Regions from separate parts of the Ovis aries genome. Here region 1 is linked to region 2. Evidence: chromatin contacts called from public Hi-C data. All regions are on one chromosome and are shown on one strand. Each heading gives the region's core, a stretch centred on a gene start, on an enhancer-like site or on the middle of the called end of the contact. The rest is flanking DNA. Distances are from core to core; before and after follow the strand shown. Region 1 has its middle 130 kb from the start of PAWR. Region 2 overlaps SYT1 (synaptotagmin 1).

The links. Hi-C and Micro-C count contacts between places; a contact is called where the count stands out from the background.
Region 1: a Hi-C map of liver shows a contact between it and region 2, with 2.4 times the contacts expected there. The contact joins two enhancer-like sites. A contact is called at or near these places in 4 of 16 Hi-C or Micro-C datasets (liver, mixed tissues, omental adipose tissue and 1 more).

Annotation. Positions count from the first base shown.
Region 1 is chr3:115,621,888-115,628,479 of ARS-UI_Ramb_v3.0, reverse strand. No RefSeq gene overlaps it. Among named protein-coding and RNA genes, the nearest start is that of PAWR, 130 kb to the left of the region's middle. Within about 2 kb of position 3,684, at least 26 of the 54 cell types and tissues checked have an H3K27ac peak or open chromatin away from gene starts, as enhancers often do. A contact at or near this core is called in liver, where this site is marked.
Region 2 is chr3:115,535,187-115,540,882 of ARS-UI_Ramb_v3.0, reverse strand. The region is part of intron 8 of SYT1 (synaptotagmin 1); the gene reads right to left. Among named protein-coding and RNA genes, the nearest start is that of PAWR, 220 kb to the left of the region's middle. Within about 2 kb of position 2,327, at least 3 of the 54 cell types and tissues checked have an H3K27ac peak or open chromatin away from gene starts, as enhancers often do. A contact at or near this core is called in liver, where this site is marked.

The sequences.
Region 1 (6,592 bases), core at 2,435-4,934, 86 kb before region 2:
TTCCTCCTTCCACGTTTAAGGAAACTGAGCTCAGAGATGAGATGACTTACTGAGGATCAGGTAGCTTGATAATGTCAGAGCAGGAATTTGAACTCAGTGCCCCTGCCTCCAGCTCCATAGCCAATAAAGAGCAGACTGTGTTTCCAAAGCAGGCAGGCTCTCTGGTCCTGGTGCTCTGAAAAGGGAAGGCCCAGCGACAGGAAGCGGGTTAGGACCGACCAGGAGGCCTGCAGGCAGCCTCTGCACCACCTCTTCAGGAGACGGCCTCGCTTCCTGGCCCCGCCCGGCGTACCTTCCAGTTTTCCCCATATGGTCAGTTCTGAGTTATTTCAGAGAAGTAACCTTCTCACTAATCTCCCAGCCTCTCTGGACTCGATAAAGTCCAGATTCCTCAGCCTGGCAGCTTAGCCCCTCCAAGCCCAGACCTCGCTTCTCTCTGCTGCCCACCGCAAGCGCTGCGTCAGCTCACAGGACAGTTCAGTATCGCCCTCAGCATCTGGCTGCTCTGCTGGTCCTAGAGCGTTGCTCATTCTTCCTCCTCTGTCCCTCTTCCTCCTACTTGTCTTTTATGGTCTCTGCTTAAAAGTCCCTGCTTTCGGAAAGCACTCATCAATCTTACTGAGATTTGCCATATTCTATAAAGCTCACCCTTTTAAAGTGTATACAGTTCAGATGGAATCATCACCACTATCTAATTTCAGAACATTTTCATCACCCCAGAAAAAGCCCCACACCCATCAAGCCCCTCCTCACTCCCCTATGATGCCATGCACTGGCAAGTACTAGTTTAATGTCCGTGTCCTCTGGATTTGTCTCTTCTAGGCCTTTCATGTAAATGAAATCTCATAATATTTCTCCTTTGGTGTCTGGCTTCTTCCATTGAGCGTAATGTGTTCAGGGTTCATCCATGTAGCATGTAACAGCACTGCGTTCCTTTCTGGGGCCGGACATTATTCCATCGTATGGAAAAGCGACATTTGTTTATTCCTTCATCAGTCAGTGAACGTTTGCATCGTGTTCTGCTTTTGGTCATTGTGAACAATGCTACTCTGCATATCTGTGTACAGGTTTTCGTCTGATCATGTTTCTAGTTTTCTTGGATGTGTACGTAGGCGTGAAATTGCTGGATTGTATGTTTAGCGTGCTTAGTCACATCAGTCATGTCCGACTCTTGCGACCCCATGGACTGCAGTCCCCCAGACTCTGTTCATGGGATTCTCCAGGCAAGAATGCTGAAGTGGATTGCCATGCCCTCCTCCCAATCCAGGGGATCCTCCCAATCCAGGGACCTAACCCGTGTCTCTTATGTTGTCTTCTGCAGGTGTTTCCCAGAAGCACCACCTGGGAAGCCTGTATGTTTTCCGCAGCAGCAATACCATGTTGTAATTCCTGCTGGCAATGTATGAGCATTCTAATTTCTCCACATCCTTAACTATCATTTGTTATTTTTTTTTTCTTTCCTTTTGTTTTGTTTCAGAAGGTTACAGCTACCTTTGTGGGTGTTAAGTTATAATTGACTTTTCACTGGCTTGTTTCTCTCATGACTAAAGACTATGAAGGCAAAGACTAGGCTAGATCTTACTCATTATTGTACTCCAATGTCTAACACAGTGAGTAGCTGTCCAATTAATATCTGCAAAATGGGTGAGAAGACCCGAAGCTTAGCTATTTGCTGTGTGTCTATAAATCCAGGAAAGATAGGCACTGGAATGGAAAAAGAAGTGCTGGCTGCAGGTGCACACAGTTTTTACGAGGGTGCTGTAGGATTTTGATAACCTCACTAAGTAGCTGACTCTGTGGCGTTAATCGTCTTACCTGAGAAACTCCCCACATGGAGAGCATGCCGCGTGAGTGCTCATTTCAGCAGCTCAGAATGGGGAAGAACATGCTCAGCTCAGCTCAGCTCTGCTGGCATTTTAATCTGTGATTCCAGAGAGTCTTTCTATTCCAAACACATTTTCTGAGGGCAAGTGAACATTGCCTAATGAGAAACCCATTCATTGCAAGCGAAACTGGAGAAGAAAAAGAACAAAAGTTCCTTTCCTGGAAACAGACCACATTGAGTATACATTCCACATAATACAGATGGCAGCTTGGTTGTCATGTTCTGAAACCACTCTATTTACCCAAGTTATAGCTGGGATCTCATCTACTGTTTATCTTTTCCGAGCTCTCTGTTTTAACGTGTCCTCAAATCTTGGATGTGTAAAGGTGAGCTGGAAGCAAAGAGGTGCTTCTTCCCTCATTTCCTGGAGCTGGCGATGTCCTGTAAGGAAAGTGCCTGTTAGAGCAGTGGCCACGGTGCCTTCTTGGAAATGTTCCTGGGGTGAGTGGGTGTGAGGGCCGCAGGTGCCACCTGCAGCACTTGAACTGGGTCTCCACCCTCTGTCAGCATTCTGCCTAGGCAGGTCTTGCTCCATCGGGAGTCATCCTCCATAGCACCTTCTGTCTTTGTTTCTCTGTACTTTTTTCTCTATTCACCTGCTGTGAAACACAGGGCCCAACCCTGGGAGCTTCCTCTTCAAATACTTTTAAATTTTGGGAGTAGTTTTCAGCTTGTCTTCCCATCAGTACACGTGGATTCCCAGAGTTACAAGTCCCCACCCGACTCATTTCAATAAACTTTTCCTGTATTTTATTTTCCCCTTCAAAAGCACAGAATGGACTCATGATCCTTTGAGGGAAGAGAATGGGAAAGGAGAAGAGAGACCTTTGGGAAAGTCTTAGGTAAATAGTACTGACCTTGTTTAAAGAGTGTTAATGTTGTTATATGGCAGTGAAAACACAAAAGAGAAAAAAAGAAACCAAACAGCAACCTCTGTCCAAATATGGCCCACTTGAACTCTGGACGGTATTTCAGCATTGTAGGAAAATTCCAGCTATCCCTCTGGCTGCAAATACTTCACCTTATCTGCCTCTGCTGACAGACTGAAGATGAGCTGGATGTTAGTAGGTGTTGGCTGTTTCCAGAAGTACAGCACCCGTGTTGGGGCAGCGATATCCATGCCCAGGCCCCAGCCCTAACCTGGTACCTCTATTCCTCCCTGATGTATCACTTCCCCCAAGACCTTCAGTCAGTGGGTTCCTTTGCATGGCTTCTTCAAATGCTAATCTCAGGAGTCAGATAGGAGCCTGTCCCCTGGGCCTCAGAGCACCAGGGGAACTCACAGGAAGGGAAATTTTGCCAAAGCCCAAAGCTTCCAGCAACTTTGCTTTTCTTGGCACATTAGTAGGACTGAATCTACTGGGCTCCAGCTCACACTCCCAGAGTCTCCAGCAGAAACATGTCCGCCCCTCCCCCACACCCCCCACCCCTGTCCCCTTGTTTGCGCACATGACTAATCTGAATCGCTTCTGACCAGCCTCGCTTTTGAGCAAGCTGATCTCTTGCAACTTGAACACGGAGAGCAGAGTTTTGTACAAAAAAGGCTATGCACGATTGTTTAACCGTTCATTCCTTTGAAAATTCCTTTTGCTCCTGAGGGCAGAGGAATTCCGGAATGCAGGCAGAAATTCAGGAGGACCAACATGCAAGTTGAAAGCTCCAGCTTGTGACCTGTACCACGTGGCTCAGCAATATGGTTACAGATAGCCCGGAAACTTTGGCCCGGGCAGTTCATGCTGCGCTGTGAAGTGCATCTGGATGGATCCACCCCGAGGTTGTTTATTTACAATGAGTGGAAGGAAAAGTTCTGAAACATCCTGTCACAGGATGTGCGGCCCGGCCTGCCCGAACCCTGCCGCCAGAGAAGACCCGGAACGCTCACCGGGTTAGTGACGACACTGCCCCCCAGTGGTGCGTCTGAGGCCTAGGCGAGTCAGCCGCAGGAGTCTTGCAGTTTCTCCGGAAAGTTTAGCCTGGGAAACTCCCAGCGGGTGTGTGGGAAAGGGGGCGCGGGCGGGGGTGGGGGGGGGGGGGGGGGGGAGAGGCGGAAAGCGAGAGGGTTCTTGCCAGTGGAGCTCATCTCTTAGGCTATAGTGACCGGGCTTCCGAGATCCACTTAGGGCCTCAGCGAAAACGTTTCTCCCCACGGTTCTAGCATGTGATACTAGGGGAAATCCTGATTAAAGATTCGTGCTAGGGCCCTGGGTTCTCCTCCAGCCTCGGAAGCTTCCCCTGGCCCACGTGTGTTTCCCTAAGCAGGCTGAGCGGGAACCAGGTGGTACAAAGGCTCCCCTAGACCAAACTCCCTCACCCTGCGTGTGTGTGTGTGTGTCCAGAATCCGTCTGTGGCACCCTGCGTGTGTGTGTCCAGAATCCGTCTGTGGCACCCTGCGTGTGTGTGTCCAGAATCCGTCTGTGGCACCCTGCGTGTGTGTGTGTGTGTGTGTGTCCAGAATCCCTCTGTGGCACCCTGCGTGTGTGTGCTATCGTCCTCCCTAATACTCTGGCTGCCCTGCGCTTCCTTCCACCTTCCTCCAGATGAACTGTGGCCCAATTCCTCAGGTGCCTGTGGGCAGGAATGTTTATAGAGAGCTGCCTCAGGCCCGGGGGAATGACAGGAATGCTGAGAATTTCAGGCACTACTTTTCAGCCCCGGGGAAAGAAAGTTTGGGCCCAGAGGGAGACGGAGGGGCTTTCGAAAACACCTAAGATCGAAATGACCTTCAGCTAAGGAACCGGCTCTGAAACCAGTCTCCTCCAGGAGCCCTTCTCTGGACCTGGGCACTGTTACCCCTGGGCACGGCGGTGGTGGCGGCTGTATAGCTGACTCTAGATACGCTGTCTATATGTGCTTACTCGCTCACTCGTGTCTGACTCTGCAACGCTGTGGACCTAGCCCGCCAGGTTCTTCTGTCTGTGTGATTCTCCAGGCAAGAATATTGGGGTGGGTTGCCATTTCCTCCTTCAGGGCATCTTCCCGCCCCAGGGATTGAACCCCGGTCTCCTGTGTCTCTGGCGTGGCAGGCGGGTTCTTTACCTGCTGAGCCGTTCTGCCAGCACTATACCATAGACACGTTAGTTGCATCCAACATAATTGGTAAGGGAGCTGAGGCTACATTGTGTTGTAGCCACCAGTCTCCCTGGTTTGAGCTGTAAGTATTGTTCCTGGGTTTGCTCCTCATCCTGGAACTTGCCTTCATTCATGACAGGAAAGAAGGGGGAAATGGCAAGAGCTTGACTCAGAACTCTCACCAGGGCCCCACTGACTTGCTATTCACACTTTTTTATTTGGTAATTTTTTTTTAATGTCTTGCACTTAACTCACATAATTATGAGAATGACCATCGAACTGTGCACTCCATCCCCTTTGTAAAAATCAAGAATCTCACATGGGGAACGTGGTTTGGTTGGTTGCCTAATGTGAGGCTCCTGTTTCAAATTATTTATCATCCTGAGGCATGTCTGGCTCTTGAGAGTTTAAGTTTACCTTCAAACACTGCAGCCACCTCACCCTACCACCCTGCTTCACCTTTGTCCCCATAAACATCTCCTTGGAAACATGAATGTGTTACTTAGGGTAGGAACACTGCCCCTCACATTCAAGGAGTGCAAACATGAGCATGTGTAACCAGTTTTGTGAGAATCTTTCCTTGAGCGAGAGGATAAACATGAAAGGGTCTATATCTTTCCCATAATTGCTACTGTGTTCTGTCAAAACTCTTCTCCTTCTGGGTTGTAAGCGCTTTTAATGGTATCTCTTCAGGATTATAAGTGCCTTTTTTAAAATTTACAATTCAGCAAACATTTATTAAAATTTTTCTAAAAATATATTTAAAAAATTAATTCTAATAGAAGTATAGCTGATATATGATATTATATGCTATTATATTGTGAGTGCTTTTTAATGGTGTTTCAGCCCAATTCCATGATTTGTGTTACTCCCAGTTTATTGAAACAGGGTCACCGAAATCTTAAGACTCAGTCATGTTCGTTTTAAACACTAAATTATTTTTACTTTAAAAATAATTTTCTCTTCAAAGGCCGTCTTCTCTCTGTTGCCCGCGTTGCTAGAGGAACCAGTCATCTTAGATGCTGAGGGCGGGATGGAGGTCTTTGCGCCCTCACACCCCAGTGCCCTTGGCTCTGCTCGCCCCCTCTGATGTAGGAGCAGAAGATGGAAATGGCTCCTCTTAGCAGTCTGCTCCACAGGAGGTCTGGCCTCAGCTCTCTTCGCTGTAGGCTGTGGCACCTTTCTGGCCAACGCTGACTGCCCTTTGCTCGAATCTGTGTGGAAGGAGGCAGAACGCAGTTTCTCCTGGCTCTTCAGTGGGTTCTGCAGATTTTCCCTGGCCAGGCTCCAGGTGGAGCTCTCGCTCAGGTGCAGGTTCCCCTTTAGACCGTGGTCCACATAGCTGCGTGGGAAAGCATGATGGCCAAAGCTCAGTCACCTGTGAAGTCTATCAGAGTCCAGTGGAGTCCTTGTCCTCTTGCTGCTCCAAGGAACCCAACGCAGCCCATCATCTTGCACTGCCTGTCAGCGTCAGCATCTCTTTTGCTCCCCTTTCCACTCTTGCAAGGCTCAGATGTTGTGCCAGAACGATTTGCCAACTGCCAGACCATAGCCCTTCTCCAGTGCTCTATTTAGCAGTCGTGGTGGGAAGTGACATTTCAGCCTCAGTCTTACTGTGTGAGGAGCTCAGATTGAAT
Region 2 (5,696 bases), core at 1,078-3,577:
TCTGGTTGTGAAAGAGGAAGCCACTGAATTCCAACAATCATTTCTGTTGTTGCCAAAATGGACTGTGTGTGACTGCCAGCTTCTTGACTAAAGGTGCGGGAATGCATGTGTGAAACCTATGGAACAGGACTATAGGAAAGAAAGATTTCCCGGACACCGCATGTTTACGGGCATAAAAGAACAGTGTGAGGGTCTGAGGTCCACCCTTGGTAGAGCAAGGGGTTCACTGTGCTTGCAAAACTCAGATCTTTCCTGCTCAGTACTGAAGGTAAAACTCTTTGTCTATAATTCAATCCTCTTCTTCCTGAACTTTGGAAAATCTTTCGGGAAGGGCAAACACGTGAGAATAGGAACAGTGGTAATTATGTCTGATTCTTTCTGGATGACTACATAGAGCATCATGGGATGGCCAAGTATAAACTTTATGAGCTGATCTGAAAAACAAAAACAGGCAAAGGATTCAGCAAAGCAAACAAAATTGCAAACAGCAAATTCGACTTGCCTTTTTTTTTTTGACATTTGGGCTTAGCCTCTTATTTATGCCAGATGAAAGAACACTAGTAAGATAGTTTTTTTCCCTTCCTTCCTTTCTTTTTACAATTATTAGACATTTCTACTGGATGAAATAACATCGATAACACTGTTACTGGATAACATTGCTAAGATTTTTAAGCACGTGTATTACGATATGACAATAAGTGGATGCTACTCCTTATTCACATAGAGAAGGTTTCCAGGCAGCTCAGCCTGAGTTCAAAATAAAAACAACGTGCGAACAGGTGCTCTTACACACGCTAGGGCAGCAGGGCCGTGCTCCTGGCAGGGCCGTGCTCCTGGCAGGGCCACCTGAGGCTCACTCAGTTCTCAGATGGTTCAGTTGGAATGGATTTCATCCTCATTACCTCCCCGTTCCTTGCATGCACTTGCTTTAAAATATCTATGTGTCTTCTAGACATTCTGGATTGAGACTGTCTGGCATAATGGAGGGAAAGACTTGGAAATGTTCCCATGAAGGGTGGAGGAGTTTCTCTCCATGGCCTCCCTTTGAACCACTTCCAGAACCTGTCAAGGGCCTGGGTCTATCTCCGAGGGAGTGGAGGCATGGTCCCTGTTTTCTTCACTGGAAGTTGCCTCACCGCTTCTTTCTCTGCTTGAAAAAGGAAATGCATTCATGATCTCTACAAGGTTTCTTTCTCCTCCTGCTCCCTCCTGCTTTTAAGTGACATTGTTAGCCTGTGGGCCTGGATGAACAAGGTGGCTTTTTTCCATCTCTTCTAGAGAAAGAGATACTGTATTTAAACACTCATAATATCATTGGTAACTCGTGCTTTCCAGCTCTGTTTTAAGATTTTACTGTATGAATAATGCATGCCTTATTTTTAAAAGACACAAAACTTTGAGCACCCTGGTTGGCTCTCGTTATTAAGTTTCTTTATATGAATGTTGATTTCCTTTATCCTTCCAGAGAGATATTTCATTTTGGTTCATTGATGGCCAAATATGGTTCTATTTTCTAAAGCTGTGACACTGTTTGAAATAAGCGGGTGCTTTGCACATCAAGAAGATAAGTAGCTTTGCAAGAGAGATAAACTTCTATGTTGGTAATCTGGTTTTCTTACAATATTGTAGGAAGAAAATAAAAATAAACTATGACTTCAATATTATATTGCATATAAGAAAATGACATGGAGTAATATAATTCTGTGGTGATTTTTACTGCTTTTTATGAGGCAAATTTGTGATTAAAGTCAATCACTGCATCTCAGTATTTCAGATCTCAGTAAAAACTCATTATAATGTTATTGTACACACTGAGTTCTTTGGAATTGACATCATCTAGGATACTTCATCCCTAATCTTGGAGAAATTAGAGTTGAGGCGTTCGAGTTAGTCAGATTCTTTATACAGAAAATTTGGTTTCTGTGGGTTGGTTTAATTCTTTTCAAGATTCCAGAGCCATACACTAAATGGCCACAGAGATGGCCCAGAGGTATAAATGTTAGGGTGACCCCTATTTTCCCCACATTTTCCACTTTCTTGAATCACAGATATTCTGCGGGCTGACATCTTTCACTTTGTTGACTTTTGGTTTAACGTAACTCAAGTGGTTATTTTGTTTTTCTTGACATTATTCCTTAGCTCTGTGGTATAGAATTCACTCTCTTATTCACATGTCTATTCATTTATTCAGCCAGCTGCTCAGTTTCTCACTTACTGAGCTCCATAGTACACCAGGCACTCATCTTTCAGCCAGTGTCCCGTTCAGTCCTGTCCTCTCACGCCTGACATGGAGCTTGGCACCTGGTAAGAGTCCAGTAATATTTGCCAAATGATTGCATCAGCCAGTGAGGTTGAACACCGTTGAGTAACTCCCAGGGAAGAGAGTGAGGACATACAGCAAACTATAGAACCCAGTTAGTCCTTCAAAGAGCTCACAGTTAGTTAGAAAGGGAAGGCAGAAATTCCTGAAGAGTTTAGATCAACTCATAACTTCTGTAGTAGGAGAGAGAGTGTAAGACGGTATACGTTTTCTTGCTGAATGATTTGTATGGCGATGACTGTGAGAGGAGTTCGGAGCAGACGGACATCCTTCACTTGGTTGAAAACGCTTGGTTTGAATTCAAAGCTCTACACTCAGGGCGTCCAAACAAGTGTTATAAAGAGAGAAGCACCTTTAGTCCTAAAAACCACCAGCTCTTATGTCCTCTTTTCCTTCCGCCTCCGCATATAAATGTACAATTTCACAAAACACCAATACAGTGGTGTCTGGATGGTGTTTATGCTCGTGTAGAGAAGCAAAAAGGTCACTAGATGGATTCTTTCTTTGAACTTATTTTTTTCCTTGGCCTTTTCTAGTCTTTCTGGGCATAATGGAATTTCATGGTTACCCTAAAGTGATTTTCATAAACAGGCAATCCGTCCATCTTAAGACGGTTTAAATGAAATGGAATTTTGCATGATGTGCAGAATTCTACAGATAACAGGACGCATATATACCTGCTTGTCACGTTTGCAGGGGTGAGGTTAAAACTGCAAACCCAAGTGTGTGTACCACATGTCTAAACTGTTAATTTGTAAAGTGAAGCGAAAGTGAAAGTGTTTGTCGCTTAGTTGTGTCTGATTCTTTGTGATGCTATAGATTGTAGCCCGCCAGGCTCCTCTGTCCATGGGATTCTCCAGGCAAGAATACTGGAGTGGGTTGCCATTCCCTTCTCGAAGGGATCTTCCAGAACCAGGGATTGAACCAGGGTCTCCTGCTTTGCAGGTAGATTCGTTACCGTCTGAGTCACCAGGGAAGCCTGAATGTTGTAAACTAAGACACAAACTGTTAAAATATGTAGTTTCTATTCTCATGTATTGACAAATAAACATTGATAATAACCAGGAAACCCAGCTTTAAATCAAGAATTCTGAACCCTGGGGCTCAGCAGTGGAAACAGCTCTTTTCCCCTCACTAGACTCCTATGGACACCCTAAGAAGCTCCATCTACACTTATGAGGACACCGCAGCCGGCATGTCCCAGTGTCATTCAGCAGCCCCCACAGGCTGCGCCTCAGCCATGGGGTCCCACCTGTTTTCAGGCGGCACCCAGAGCCTGGTCCACAACGGAGCGCTGGGTCACCCTGAGATGCGCATGCTCTGTTGGTCTTGAGGACCTCTGTGGGCTGCGCCGGGTCTGCGCGGCTGTGCGTGTTCTCGCTGGCTCCTGTGGGCAGGGAATCTGCTTTGTTGCGCTTAGTGGGCTCCTCTCGCTGTGGAGCTCTAGGCACAGGGGCTTGGCAGTTGTGGCTCATGGGCTTAGCTGCCCCATGGTTTGCGGGATCTTCCCAAACCAGGGGTTGAACCTCTGTCCCCTGCATTGGCAGGTGGATTCTTATCCACTGGACCACCAGGGAAGTCCTTAGGGGCTCTTCATTCCCTGGAAGGGTAGGGAGAGGAGGGCCAGAGTGGGTCCTCTAAACTCTGGGTTCCAGGGTAAGGTTCCTTCTTGCCCACATCTAAGGTCTGTACTGCATATTCTTTCCAATTCTTGAAGAGCTCTTAGGCGCTATACTATTCACTCTTTATATTTTATATAAAAAAGCTCATTTATTCTCTGTGACCATCCTGAGAGACATTTCATTGCCTCCCTTTTACAGCCAAGGAACCTGGCTAAGTGGTGGGACCACGGTCAGACACTTAATATTAGTGATCATAGACACCCGGGGCCTTTAAATGTTCCTCCTAATCTAGCATCCATGAGCTCGATCAATTTTAGGCTCTATTCTTTGTATAAGGGAGGGCGATTAAAACACGCCCTAACTCCTTATATGGTTTTCAACCCAGTAATTATAGTGTAACTTACATGTCCACGTCTTAACTAGACTAACAGGCCCTGAATGAGCTGGCTAATCTCTACCCCTCCATTTTCATCTCTCAGGATACCACCCCCGACACCTGCTGTTCCAGCCACACGGCCCTATCAGCATCTTGAATACGCTGTGCTTCATGCACTTTGGGGATCGCATGCCTCCTCTTCATGCCCCTACCCTATGTCTCTGTAAGTTCAGCTCTATATCATGTCTTCATAGGAGCTCTTTGACTCTCCATTTCAAAGCATTCAAAGCATTCTCCTTTTATAATCTTCATCAAGGATGACTATCATCCATGAAAAGGACGGCAAATGAGACTCGGTGAAAACAGTCGATTTATCCAACAGCCTTTCCCCTGAGTTTCTCATCAGAAATACTCTCGCAGGTGCTGCTCCAGAGTGGATCAAATTTGACAGCTGAAATACCTGTGGTGAGCTAACCTCACAATTTGCCTTGGGTCACCAGCAGTGTGGGCATGAGCTTTCTTAGAGCAGAGGGGATAAAGTCATGAACTCTTCTTGGAGAAAGCTATTCCATATCATTCTTCAGAAAGTTATGCCTTGTTTGTAAAGCAAGTTTATCTAGCAAAAGGGGGTGAAATATGGTTTTTCTCTTGGATAACTGCCTGTGGTATGGATGAGGTTAGAACATGCTGTTCTCATTGCTCCCAGTTTGGTGTCAGGGTGGGAAGGATGATGAGGGTTAAATGCTAAGAATAGTCATCTCTAGGAGTGAAGATTAGAGAGCGAATATTCTAAAGCAAGTTTGTGATTTGCCTTGAAAGTGCATCCAAGGGAATGCAGAGTGAGTTAATTTAGTGGAATTGTTGGGCAGAGTGAGAGGTCTGCTGTTGAATCTTGAAACTATTTGGATGATTTGGATACAAGCCTAGTTTCAAAAGGGTTAATCCCTACCCAACCCACCAGAGCAGGTTGTGCAGATACTTCCAACAACTCCCAACTTGTTCGTCTGAAGACCATTTTAAAGGGACAGTTAAATTTCTTTATTGAATACATGAATAAGAGGGCAGACATTATGTTCTAAGATCATTTATGGGCTCTGATCTAAATGGAAAATCTCTCTGTGTTTTTGATACCTCTTTTAGGACATGGCATAAATGAGTCAAAGGCCATCTGCCAATGAGTAACGTTAATGCTTTTTAGGTAAAACTATTCCTAACAACTGTTAGATGGAGAGAAGTCTTACAAGATAAACTTGAATACAATGCTAGACTTTCGGAGTTAAAATTTAGCTAAGGAATTATTCATTAAAATATCAGTGTATTTATCTCTTAAAAATATTGAAAGAGAGTTAGATTTAGTCAAATGAAAGAAAATGGTGTC